Regions from separate parts of the Mus musculus genome. Here all the other regions are linked to region 4. A link is a contact called in public Hi-C, HiChIP or PLAC-seq and promoter capture Hi-C data. All regions are on one chromosome and are shown on one strand. Each heading gives the region's core, a stretch centred on a gene start, on an enhancer-like site or on the middle of the called end of the contact. The rest is flanking DNA. Distances are from core to core; before and after follow the strand shown. Region 1 holds the start of Slc25a38 (solute carrier family 25, member 38). Region 2 overlaps Ulk4 (unc-51-like kinase 4). Region 3 has its middle 9.8 kb from the start of Gm51664. Region 4 holds the start of 5830454E08Rik (RIKEN cDNA 5830454E08 gene).

Region 1 (2,700 bases), core at 156-2,655, 470 kb after region 4:
CAGGACCTTCGGAAGAGCAGTCGGTGCTCTTATAGCCCTGGCTGTCCCAGAACTCACTTTGTAGAACAGGCTGGCCACCTCCCTCTGCCTCCCAAGTGCTGGGATTAAAGATGTGTGCCACCACCACCCAGCGAGCTTAGTTTTCTTATAGTGATGGAGACGAAGGTGCTTTCCTGAAAGGCCACACCTCCAACTTCAAGTTTCGATTTATTTTAGTAGCATACCTTATTATACACGACTTAAAGAAAGCTGAATATTCCAATTTTTTAAGTGTGAGAATAGATCAAAACAACCAGTAAGGGCTAGAGACTAGTCCAAAGTGTATTCTTCCAGAGGGACCATAAGGTTCCCAGCACCCATACAGAAAGGGGTGCTCACAGCTCCAGCTCCAGGAGATACCAACGTTCTCTTTTGGCCTTCTTCGGCATCTGCACTCTTGTGCACCTACCCCCAACACACATAGATAAAAATAAACACTAAAAGCACAATGAGCAAATCGTACTACGCAAAACACGATGGGAGTAAGCAGCATTTCAACAGCCAAATAGTACCACAATTTCTACCACCCCACAGCAAAAAGAAAAACAACAAAATGTCTACGTCCAACACACATCAAAAAGGGAAAGATGGCGGGCCAGAGAGAAAAAAAGTATGCAGTTTTGAAAGACATGGTCCTGGGAGCCACAGCGGTTATCTTTTAAAGACTTCCAAAAAGCTCCAGACATAGGGGAGCACACTCCTTTAGCACTTCGGAGCCAGCCTGGTTTAAATAGCGAGTTTCAGCCCTATCTGAAACACAGTGAGGCCCCGACTCAAAAAAACAAGAATTTTTAAAAGATATTCATCCCCCAAAGCCATGCATCCTCGCCCCACTGAGGCACATCCCAGCCCGGGCCCGCCCTGCACAGCCCCACCTCCGTTTATGGTTGGCAGCAAGAGACTCCGCCCCGCCCCGCCCCCGTCTCCACCAATGGCAGCCCGGCAGCGCAGCCAACCCGACGGAAGGGCGTGGCCTTGGTGAACCCCGAAAGCTAAGGCAGAAGCCTGCAGGGAAGCCGGTCAGGGAAGGTGTCCTGCGGCGGGCGGCTCGAGGTGCCCCGAGGCGCTCTCATCAGTTGCCGTTAGAATATTCTAGAACTAGAATGTTCTCGAAGCACTGTCCCCTGCCCCACAATGCCGCTCCCGTCCCGGTCCCCCTGCTCCCACGAACTCACCATGAGCGTCTCCACCGTGTCCTCTACATCCTGCGACTGCAGCAGCGCCGAGCGTGCCTTCTCGATCACTGGGGACGCGAGCCCGGCCCCGGCGACTGAGAGGCTCCGGGGCTCCGCGCTCACGCCCATCCCTCCCCGCCTGCCCGCCCGGCCTCAGGTCTCATTACCCGAGACAAGCGGCTCGATGTTTCCGGGGGAGGGGAAAGCAGAAGGAAAAAGGTGAGATCCCGCTTCCGGTGACATAGCGTATCCGGCGACGAGATCTCATCGCCACCTGGTGGCTGCACTTAAAACTGCAGGGTCCGTGATTCTCAGTTGCAGAGCCTTCTGCTCGGCGCTTTTTTTTTTTTAAATATTTTTCTTATTAAATATATTTATTTATTTATTTATTCTTAAAGCGCTTTTTGAAATGGGTGACTGGCTGAGTTTTAATTGTATTTAATTTATTTAAGAGCTGAAGGACCGCCGGGCAGTAGAGGCACACGCCTTTAATCCCAGCACTTGGGAGGCAGAGGCGGGCAGATTTCTGAGTTCAAGGCCAGCCTGGTCTACAGAGTTCCACGACAGCCAGGGCTATACAAAGAAACCCTGTCTCAAAAAGAAAAAGAAAAAGGAAAGGAAAGAAAAGAAAAGAAAAAGAACTGAAGCAGGATGAATGCCTTCTCTTTAGACACAAATTTTTAAAAATACAATTCACATTTCTTCTTTTTTGTTTTCTTTATTTTTATTTTTTCAAGACAGGGTTTCTCTGTATAGCCCTGGCTACCTGGAACTCACTAGCTACCCCTGTGTCTCTCTGTGTGGAGACCAGGCTGACCTTGAACTCGTAGAGCTCCACCTGCCTCTTTAATCCCAAGTGCTGGGATTAAAGGCGTGTATACCATGCCTGACTTATTTTTAGTTGTATGTGTGGGTATGTACGTGTGAATGTAGCTTCTTGCAGAGGCCAGAAGCTCACAGGCAGTCCTGAGCTGCCCTGTCTGGGTGCTGGAAACCAACCTCAGGTCCTCTACAAGTGCTCTAACCCAGGCTCTCAAGCCTTGTCTTTATGCTTTTTATATGTTTATTTTGTTCTGTTGTTTAGTTTTTCAAGACAAGGTTTTTCTTTTTTCTTGAGACAGGGTTTCTTTATATAGCCCTGGCTGTCCTGGAACTCACTCTGTAGACCAGGCTGGCCTTGAACTCAGAAATCCACCTACCTCTGCCTCCCAAATGCTAGGATTAAAGGTGTTTGTAGACGCCCGACTCGACAGCAAGAAGGACGCCACAACAGGATTCTTCTGCACACGTTTATTGGGAGAGCTTGATAGTGAAAGCAAAAGCGAAAGACCCCGAGCCCAAAAAACCAGTGCTGCTTATATAGGCCTAGGACAGGCATGTCTACACCCAATTGGTTATGCTTTCAGTACCTCATTTACATGCCTCGGGGCCAGGTCGTGACTCAGCAAAAAAACTCTACTGAACATGCACACATTGGTTGTTTACC
Region 2 (2,700 bases), core at 93-2,592, 460 kb before region 4:
CAAACAGCAATTTTAAAAGCCAAATATTCTAATGTAAGACAATCCCAAGATGGGCCAATTTGATCCTGACACGCTGAGTCTGTGTTTGCCGTGGCTTTTCCCAGGAGCTCCATGCAGCACAAGAGGCTGTGTGACGAGACAGTGTGCACACTGCACACATTCACACTGCACATGGCACACGGCACAGCCAAGGCCTCAGCATCGGCAGCGATGCGCCACAGGCAGTGCTGCAAACGCCCCATTCCTGAGGCACTGCATGGTGTGTTTGGTTTGGTTTTTTGAGATTGTAATAATTTGATTTTAACACTTCTCCCTTTCCTCCCCCTGAATCCTCGCGTGTACCCCTCCCTACTCTCCCCCAAATTCTTGGCCTCTTTTTCACTGTATTGCATGCATACATTTTTGTATTACATATATATTCCCAAACATAACCTGTTGAATCCATAGCATGTTACCTGCACGTATGTTTTCAGAACTGACCACTTGGCAAGGGACATCCAGTTGGTGTGCTCTTTCCTGGGGAAGACCCCTACCCCACTCCCAGCTTCACTCCGTACGGGATTCGAGACAATTTGGCATCAAGCCTCAGGAAGCCAGTTCCTCACCAGCTTTCCTCTGACCTCTGACTTCCAGTTCCACGGCTCCATGTGCTCTCAGGACCCATAGTTGAAGGGCTTGGGATAAACATAGATCAAGTCAGATATCCAGGCCCAGCCTTCTAGGGATAGCACTCTTAAAGTCATTGCTAGGACCCCACTGAAGCTGCCCTGCTTTGGGAGTTAGCTCCTCCAAATGTCCTCCTAAAGGGTCCATTTCCAGAGTGTTCCAAGACTGTGCCCCATGGCACCATGGCTTCTATCCCAGCTGAGCGACTGCTGCTCCCCACTCCTTCCTGACTCACTCAATGGTGCTGGGCCCTTGCCCCATGTCACCTGTGCCTCTCCCTCTGCTTTATTCATGGCGTATGTTCATCCCTGCTTCAAAGAGGCTCTCAAAGTGCCACTCAACACGGGTTTTGTTCAGGACACTACTTTTATTTATGCTAAACCAGTAGCACTTGCTGTCTCTCTAGGAGCAGGAGCTAGAAACAGATCGTATTAATCGCAGCTCTAGAATATTTGATTTTTAAGTACCACAGAAGTTTTGATGCCACTTAAAAAAAAATCACTATTATGTCCAGAACCCAAGGCTGGTTATGAACTCCTAAAAGGCCTTTTGTGTGATGGGTATGGGCAGGTTTTAATGAAATTTGAGTGTCTCTAGAGATCACAGATACTTGGGCCTTTAACATTGTGGCGTTGCTTAGCAACCTGGAAGTCATTACCTCCCAGGCACTGTAACAACAGGCTGCACTTTCCTTGCTGGTCTCTGATGAAAATGTAATGGAGACAATCCCTTTCTAAGGGCTCCACTCCAGAGCAGGCGGCAAAGTGGATTTTTTAATTCTCTTTACAGCCTGGGCAGTTTTTAATCCAGTATAAAAAGCATTGTCTCCTGACTGCCACGGTAACCGAACGAAGCATATTCTCAGGTGTTCTTAAGAGCAAGACTCCTGTTGTGACTCTGTAGAAACTGCTCACAGATGCGGCCTCAGCACGTTGTCAAGACCATCATATTTACTGTCGACTGTCAGTTAACACAGGGTGTCTCCTTAGTTCATTCCACCAAGATGTTTGAAGATCTTAGGCCGGTCTGAAGAATATACCAATGTCATACACTTTAGAGGTATAAGAGTAACGTTAACCTGAATTACTGAAAAGTTGGATTTACGGAAAAATACGTTTTTCAAAGTTCTTATAGAAGAGTCTTGTGTTGTGCAATAAGCAGACACTCTGTGCATTAAGTCCCCAGATGCACTGTTCAGGAGCCCAAAGGACACAGCACACAACACAAACCTGTTGGCGGATGGGTAGATGCAGCATGGTATGTCCACGTAGTAGCCCATCAGTTGGCCGTCGGAAGTGAAAAGCTTTATAGATGGATCTCGGAAGCAGTAGGTGGTTAATTAAAGTCAAACTCAGAAGCCCGACTGCCTGGCTCTTGTCACATAGAAGGTGGGGGCTGGGTAACAATATCCTGAAAAATCTATAAAGCTGCAGAACGAGATACCAGGAGCTGCAGTATGGGCGCTGTATCTGCCCGCTGGTGGGCGTGCCTGGCTTTCTGAGCTGATGGGGTTTTCTGGAATTGATGTGGAGACGGTGGAAAGAGCGTGGAGTTCCTGGGCAGCATTAAGTTGTATACTGTGAGATGTTAAGTTTAATGACACATGGGGTTTTTGGCTTGTTTGTTTTTTGTTTTTAACAAATTGAAACGCCAAAAAGAAAAAGAGAAAAGAGCTTAGCTAACTTGGGAAGCCTGGCAAGGAGATGAGGGGAATGTGTGTGTCAAGGGTGAGGAGGGCAAAAGGGATAAGAGGGTGTGGTGTCCTGCTGCATGTCCAAATACACACATGCACACATCACAAACTAATATAGCTATAAAAATGAGTCAGAGTGTGAAACGACACTGACAACAGGAAAGCACCAGGTTGAGAGGTCTCTAATAGACAGCACTGGCCTGAGAGAGTGTTTAGGACTGAGGAGCCTAGTCCACCACAGGCAGGAAACAGGTGCCCCAGGAAGCTTCCGAGGAGTCTCAGCCCTGGACCACGAGACTCTCAGCAGCTAAAGTAGCCGCCTTCACGCCTGGCAGGCTGAG
Region 3 (2,700 bases), core at 89-2,588, 320 kb before region 4:
CCCCATAGGTGATAGGGATACTCAGGAGATACTGAGATCACTGGATACTCAGGAGAGGGTCTTGTGACCCTCCCACCCCACTCCTCCATGAGGAGATGTAAATGGCCAAGAATCTCAGCTAGGATGATTATTTTGCAAGGGGCACAAGTGAATTTCCCAAGATGGCAGTTGCTTGGCTTGGAGGATACTCATGCACAAGGGACTCACTCTCATTCATGAAGGCTCCATCTTTTTGACATTCACACTCTTTCCACAAGGCCCTGTCTATTGGTGTCGTCACCTTGTCCATAGATGCTCAGCATGTGAGTTTTGGTAGGACACACATATTCAGACCGTGATAGCTTTTCCTTCTCACCGGAAGCCTGGTTGGTTTCTACTGCTCTTAACATACTGTTGAACTTCGCTTCTGGTTTTTCATTAACTTGTCCTCAATTTGGCTCTCTGGTCACCCAAGCTTCCCATTCCCAGAATTGTCCGCTCTCCTTCCGAACTGAATTCTAGGTGGCAAGAGAATGTTAGGGCCAGATTGCTCCTGCCTGGCTGTGTGACCAAGGGGCAGGTACTAACTAGCATAGCCCTCAGTTTCCCCATACGCGCTGCGAGGGAACTGGATTGCAGAAACTCCAGGCTCCCAGTTCTAAAGCTTTGGCCATTTCATTTTGAAAGACACTCTTTTCCTCCCCCTCACTGAACAGCCTTCTGGTGCAGCTGAATTGTCTCACTGTGAATGCCTGGACACACGAGTCATGCATGGGAAGGGGCCACGGGTGGGGATGGACTTTCATCCATTCCGTACATCCTGTCACCATTCATTTCTTTGTTTTCAAGGGCACGGGCAGGTGACAGAGGAAGGGCGTTTTGTTCTACGAAAGCTCTCTACCAGCTAGCAAACGTTCCTGTAATAAATCACAGCCCCTTCCATCTCTGCAGCCACTTCCTTCTTGCCCCCACACTTTCCTCGCTGACGCAGGAACTATGCACGAACACTGCAATGAATACTTACTGTTGGCCACTTTCAGAAGGGGCTAGGGTGACAGGTGGAGGAAAGGTGTCTCCATGGCCTGCCGACTCTGAGGATTTAGCTCCTTGTGACCTAAGAGACCCGTCTGTGGAGCTGGAAAGGTTCCAGAAAAATCTATGCCATCCAATACTGGAAGAGTACAAGCACCTACTGAGCACTTGCTAACTGAAAGCGAGGCTTGAGGTTCCACAGGGCTTTAAGCTATAGGAGGTGGGAGGTTCTCAGCAACAAATTCCCAGGATTCAGCCCTCACTACCCTCTGAGACTGATGTCTATTTAAGGTCAGGGAAGCATTCAGCCCGCCCCCCAGGAGGCGGGGCTAGAGTCTTGGTGGGAGGAGCCATCTGGGGAGGCAGCTTTCTCCTGCAAACACCTCAGTGACTCAGACAGATTCGCTCAGTGGACTTGTGCAACTTGTGGACACCGCACATTGTATAACTCCCAAACTGAAGGCAGGGACACCGCCCACCCGCACAGGTGTGCACCATAACGGATGTGGATGGATTCATACCCAGCGTCCGAGTCGTTGAGTAGAAGCCAGGACTTGCAGGTTTGGGAGGTTCCCATTCAGCCTCTCCAGGAAAAACAAAAAAACAAAAACAAAAACAAAAAACAACCAACCAAACAAAAAAAAACCCCACAGAAAACCGAGGGCTTAGGGCAAACAAATGCGTGAGTACTAGCTCCCCCTTTGCCTGGGGTCCTGGCAAGTACTGCTGGTTGATCCTGCTTGGTGCTTCAGTTTCCCCCATTTACCCAGTGGGACCTTAAGGCTCTATAACCGGAAAACAAGAGTTCACATTAGTTCGATAAGTCCTGAGGCTGAGCATAGACTGTGGATACTCATTTCTCCACACTGGGGTTAGCCCAGGTTGGCCAGTTGGGCTCCCACAGCCGTCCCTGACTCCACAAAATAGGATCTCTCTCCATAGTTGGTTTCCTGCGGCTTCAGGTGTGTGTGTGTGTGTGTGTGTGTGTGTGTGTGTGTGTGTAGAGTTTTCACCTTTGCTCTCTTGATCTTATCCAACAAGCATCACAGAGGTGGTCGGAGCAAGCGTGAACCTGAGCAGTTAGGGATCCAGAACAAACGACAGCTTTTATTTTATTTTATTTAATTTTAAATGCAGCTGTTTGCTTTTGCCGGATGATACATTTTAACAATAATAACTTTTTTTAAAAAAAATCCTGAAATGGAAGAAATGTAGCATAAATTTCATAAGACTTGGAAGAATTTGGACCATCAATTTTATTTCTTTATTCAAGTAACATGATGACTTTTGTGCCAAGTCTGTTCAACTATGATTGCTGAGTGGCGTTGAAGATGTAGAGCCTGACCTTTCAAGAGTCCATAGTTTAGAATAAAAATAAGAAGCCAGGAGCCTGGAGTGTTGCCTGTCATCCCAGCACTAGGGAGGTTGAAGCCTAAAAGGTGTAGGATGGAAGGGGTTCAAGGTCAGCATGGACCATGTAGCAATACCACGTCTCAAAAACAGACAGACAGACAGACAGACAGACAAAGAAAAAGACTAGGTGTGTAGTTCAGTTGGTAGAGTGCTTGCCAAGTGTGCTGGAAGCCCTGGGTTCATTCCTAGCTCCACATCAGCTGGACATGGCGGTACAAGCCTGTAATTTTAACACCCAGGGGACAGAGGCCCTAGGATGGCTAGGAATTCAAGGAC
Region 4 (2,700 bases), core at 117-2,616:
GTCAGTGCTTTACAAACCATATGTCCCTGTCTCTCGAGAAAGCCAGCTCTCTTCAAAGAGTTTGCGTGTTCTGGCTTCCTAGAAAGAACATCTTTATAACTATGGGTCTGACCCCAATGGAGTCACAGAACTAAATGTGAGTCACAAAAGCAACAGCAAACATCTTCTGAGTTTAGTGACCAAAAAACTGATTTAAATCAAGTGCGTAACAAGTCCAAGGTTTTTCCACCCGTGTGGTAACGAGGCCACCTCAGGTGTAAACATGGTGTGTGTGTTCGCATGACAAGAGTTCAAAAAAGAAGACTCAACTCTCAAAAGTGTCTGTGGAAGGCACTCACAAGCCTCAGGTCACAGCAAACCTCGTTCTCAGCCCCTCCCCTCCTCCAGAAGGTTCAGTGAGTAAAGTTACTTGCTGCATAGCCTGACTACCTGGGTTCCATCTCTTGAACCCACACGGTGGAAGAGTTGATGCTTGAAGGTAGTCATGTGACCTCCACACACCCTCTGTGGCACACACGTCTGTATACACACACAAATAAGTGTATGGGAAGTGAAAGAAAATTCGCACACTGAATACTGGTCTCTTGACAATACGACCACAATGAATGAAGCAAACTCTTCAACACGTTTTAGTTTGTTTTAATGGATGAATGTGGTCAATGTCCGCCACACAAACTCAGGTACTCCCAGAGATCCCTGGAAGAACCTGGAGTGATAGGAGGTTGTGAAATACTCCGCAGGGACTCTGGGAACCAAACTTTGTTCCTCTGGAAGAGCAGAAGGTACTCCAACACAAGGTGTAACCCAGGCTGGCCTCAACTCCTGATATTCCTGCTTCTGCCTCTTCAGCATATCCTACTAGCAACGGACACCAGAACCAGCTCAATAATGAACTTCCTAACTTCAGCAGGTGACTCTCGTTTGCAGACACTCACGGGATGTTCTGGCATGGTTCTCCTTTCTTCCACTAGCATCTGCAACGTAAGCCTCACCACTCCCAATATAGCCTCCTGTGGTGCGTGGGTTCCGTATCTCCCACTGTGACACCCCAACCTCCTCGGACATCCCCATCCAAAGTCTTCCTGCCTCCCACGCAGGTCTCCACTCTGCAGACTGCGCGCTTACAAGGCACGAGTGTCTGACGGCGAGGGGACAGAAATGATGCTCCGCGCCCCGGGGACGCCTCCTGGGGCCCAATGCGTCCCTGGGCACGGAGGGGGGGGCAACATCGGATTGTCCACTCGTGGCAGGCTGGGAACGCTGAAGGAAGGTTGCACTTCTGACCCAGCACCGGGCGCAGTAAGTCAACGTCCGACTCGCCCGAACTATCTACAGGGCCAAGCCCCGACCCGGAAGCGCGAGCGCACTCCGGCCGCTCTAGGAGTTCCGGAGGCCTCATCTCGGTGATAACACCGCCCCACCACTTGTCGGTCCAGCGGAGTAGGAGGGGTTTGATGTGGCTCAGGGCGCCTGCGCACTTGCGCAGACTCCCGCGCATCTGCTCTGAAGATCTGAGAGGTGCGCTTTGAGACGTTTGGGTGCGTGCGCATCTGGGCAGCAGGTGGTAAGCGTTGCCCGCTCCGGGCAGAAATTATACAAATTCGCTTGAGCGATCTCTCTGGTACCAATTTTAAATAGCAACATTGATTGGGGAAAAAAAAAAAATCACACCCCCACAAATAAAGATTGGACATCAGTGTGCAGTTTCTCATGCTGATACGGCCGGAAAATTAGCTTAGCCGGTCACTTCTCAGCACCAGGTGGCTCAACTGAGCACCAGAAATCTAACGGCCTCTTCTGGACTGCCTGACCCTGCACTCACAGCATATACCCACAAAGACACAAATCATCCTGAAAAGTATTTTCATAGACTCAGCAGTTAATAACACCTGTTGCTCTTGCAAAGGGCCAAGACTCAATTCTAACAGCCATATGGTGGCTCACAATCCTATTCTAAGGGACCCAACATTCTCAGACACCACAATGAGGCACAGACCTAATATGCTGGCAAAACTCATTTGCATAAAACCCCAAACTTTAAAATGGTAAAGCAGTAAAAATGATAAGGTAGGAAAAGCTTATTTCTTACTGGACACGATGGTACTTATCTGTAATGCTAGCACTACAAAGGCCTAGACAGGAACCAGAAGCCCTACCTCAGACAATGTTCAAGGTGTGTGGTGGTTGATGGCCTATGCTGGAGGCTAAAGCATGAAGTCCCCTGGAGGCGGACAATGGTGGTGCACGCCTTTAATCACAGCACTTGGGAGGCAGAGGCAGGCAGATTTCTGAGTTGAGGCCAGCCTGTTCTACAAAGTGAGTTCCAGGACAGCAAGGGCTATACAGAGAAACCCTGTCTCGAAAACAAAAGACAGACAGACAGACAGACAGACAGGCAGAAAGAAAGAAAGGAAGAAAGAAAGAAGAAAGTCAGTCAGGCCCCTGGAGCTCAGAAGCCAGAAAAGCAAAGTGAGACCTTGTTTCCTGAAAGTTATCAAGTCCACAGCAGTCCCAACGCTAAGAAATCCTTCATAAATACCCCTGAAAACCAATCACCAAATACCTCACTGAAGTAACCATGCTTTTGAAACTGCTGGCTCCCAGGCACTGTTGTCCTTGATTTCAGTCCCCTCCTCCCCTGTCCCCTTACCTCAGGCTATACCAGTAAAGCCAGTTCCAGGTGCTAAGTTCTTAACCACC

What was found. Promoter capture Hi-C pulls out the DNA fragments that hold promoters and counts their contacts. Hi-C and Micro-C count contacts between places; a contact is called where the count stands out from the background. HiChIP or PLAC-seq counts read pairs in DNA pulled down with a chosen protein or histone mark.
Region 1: a contact with region 4 is called in a Hi-C map of the G1E-ER4 cell line, with 4 times the contacts expected there. The contact joins the promoter of Slc25a38 here to the promoter of 5830454E08Rik in region 4. A contact is called at or near these places in 7 of 39 promoter capture datasets (the HPC-7 cell line, embryonic stem cells, erythroid cells and 4 more), 22 of 484 Hi-C or Micro-C datasets (CD4 T cells, the G1E-ER4 cell line, bone marrow and 13 more), 10 of 115 datasets of contacts at active chromatin or transcription factors (effector CD8 T cells, embryonic forebrain, embryonic stem cells and 7 more) and 3 of 9 other capture datasets (adipose tissue, liver and pancreatic islet).
Region 2: an H3K4me3 HiChIP or PLAC-seq map of embryonic limb bud shows a contact between it and region 4, with 4 times the contacts expected there. The contact joins the enhancer-like site here to the promoter of 5830454E08Rik in region 4. A contact is called at or near these places in 6 of 39 promoter capture datasets (the 3T3-L1 cell line, cranial neural crest, epiblast stem cells and 3 more) and 5 of 115 datasets of contacts at active chromatin or transcription factors (embryonic basal ganglia, embryonic limb bud, embryonic stem cells and 1 more).
Region 3: a promoter capture Hi-C map of liver shows a contact between it and region 4, with 4 times the contacts expected there. The contact joins the enhancer-like site here to the promoter of 5830454E08Rik in region 4. A contact is called at or near these places in 2 of 39 promoter capture datasets (both in liver) and 5 of 115 datasets of contacts at active chromatin or transcription factors (embryonic basal ganglia, embryonic stem cells, pancreatic cancer cells and 1 more).

What each region holds. Positions count from the first base shown.
Region 1 is chr9:120,109,087-120,111,786 of GRCm38.p6, reverse strand. Slc25a38 (solute carrier family 25, member 38) reads right to left here and starts at 1,405. Exons shown (of 7, transcript NM_144793.2): 1 at 1,215-1,405. The coding sequence starts at 1,343.
Region 2 is chr9:121,036,798-121,039,497 of GRCm38.p6, reverse strand. The region is part of intron 35 of Ulk4 (unc-51-like kinase 4); the gene reads left to right. Among named protein-coding and RNA genes, the nearest start is that of Gm34945, 61 kb to the right of the region's middle. Within about 2 kb of position 1,342, at least 24 of the 459 cell types and tissues checked have an H3K27ac peak or open chromatin away from gene starts, as enhancers often do. A contact at or near this core is called in embryonic limb bud, where this site is marked.
Region 3 is chr9:120,892,304-120,895,003 of GRCm38.p6, reverse strand. No RefSeq gene overlaps it. Among named protein-coding and RNA genes, the nearest start is that of Gm51664, 9.8 kb to the left of the region's middle. Within about 2 kb of position 1,338, at least 16 of the 459 cell types and tissues checked have an H3K27ac peak or open chromatin away from gene starts, as enhancers often do. A contact at or near this core is called in liver, where this site is marked.
Region 4 is chr9:120,575,997-120,578,696 of GRCm38.p6, reverse strand. 5830454E08Rik (RIKEN cDNA 5830454E08 gene) reads right to left here and starts at 1,366. Exons shown (of 1, transcript NR_073359.1): 1 at 624-1,366.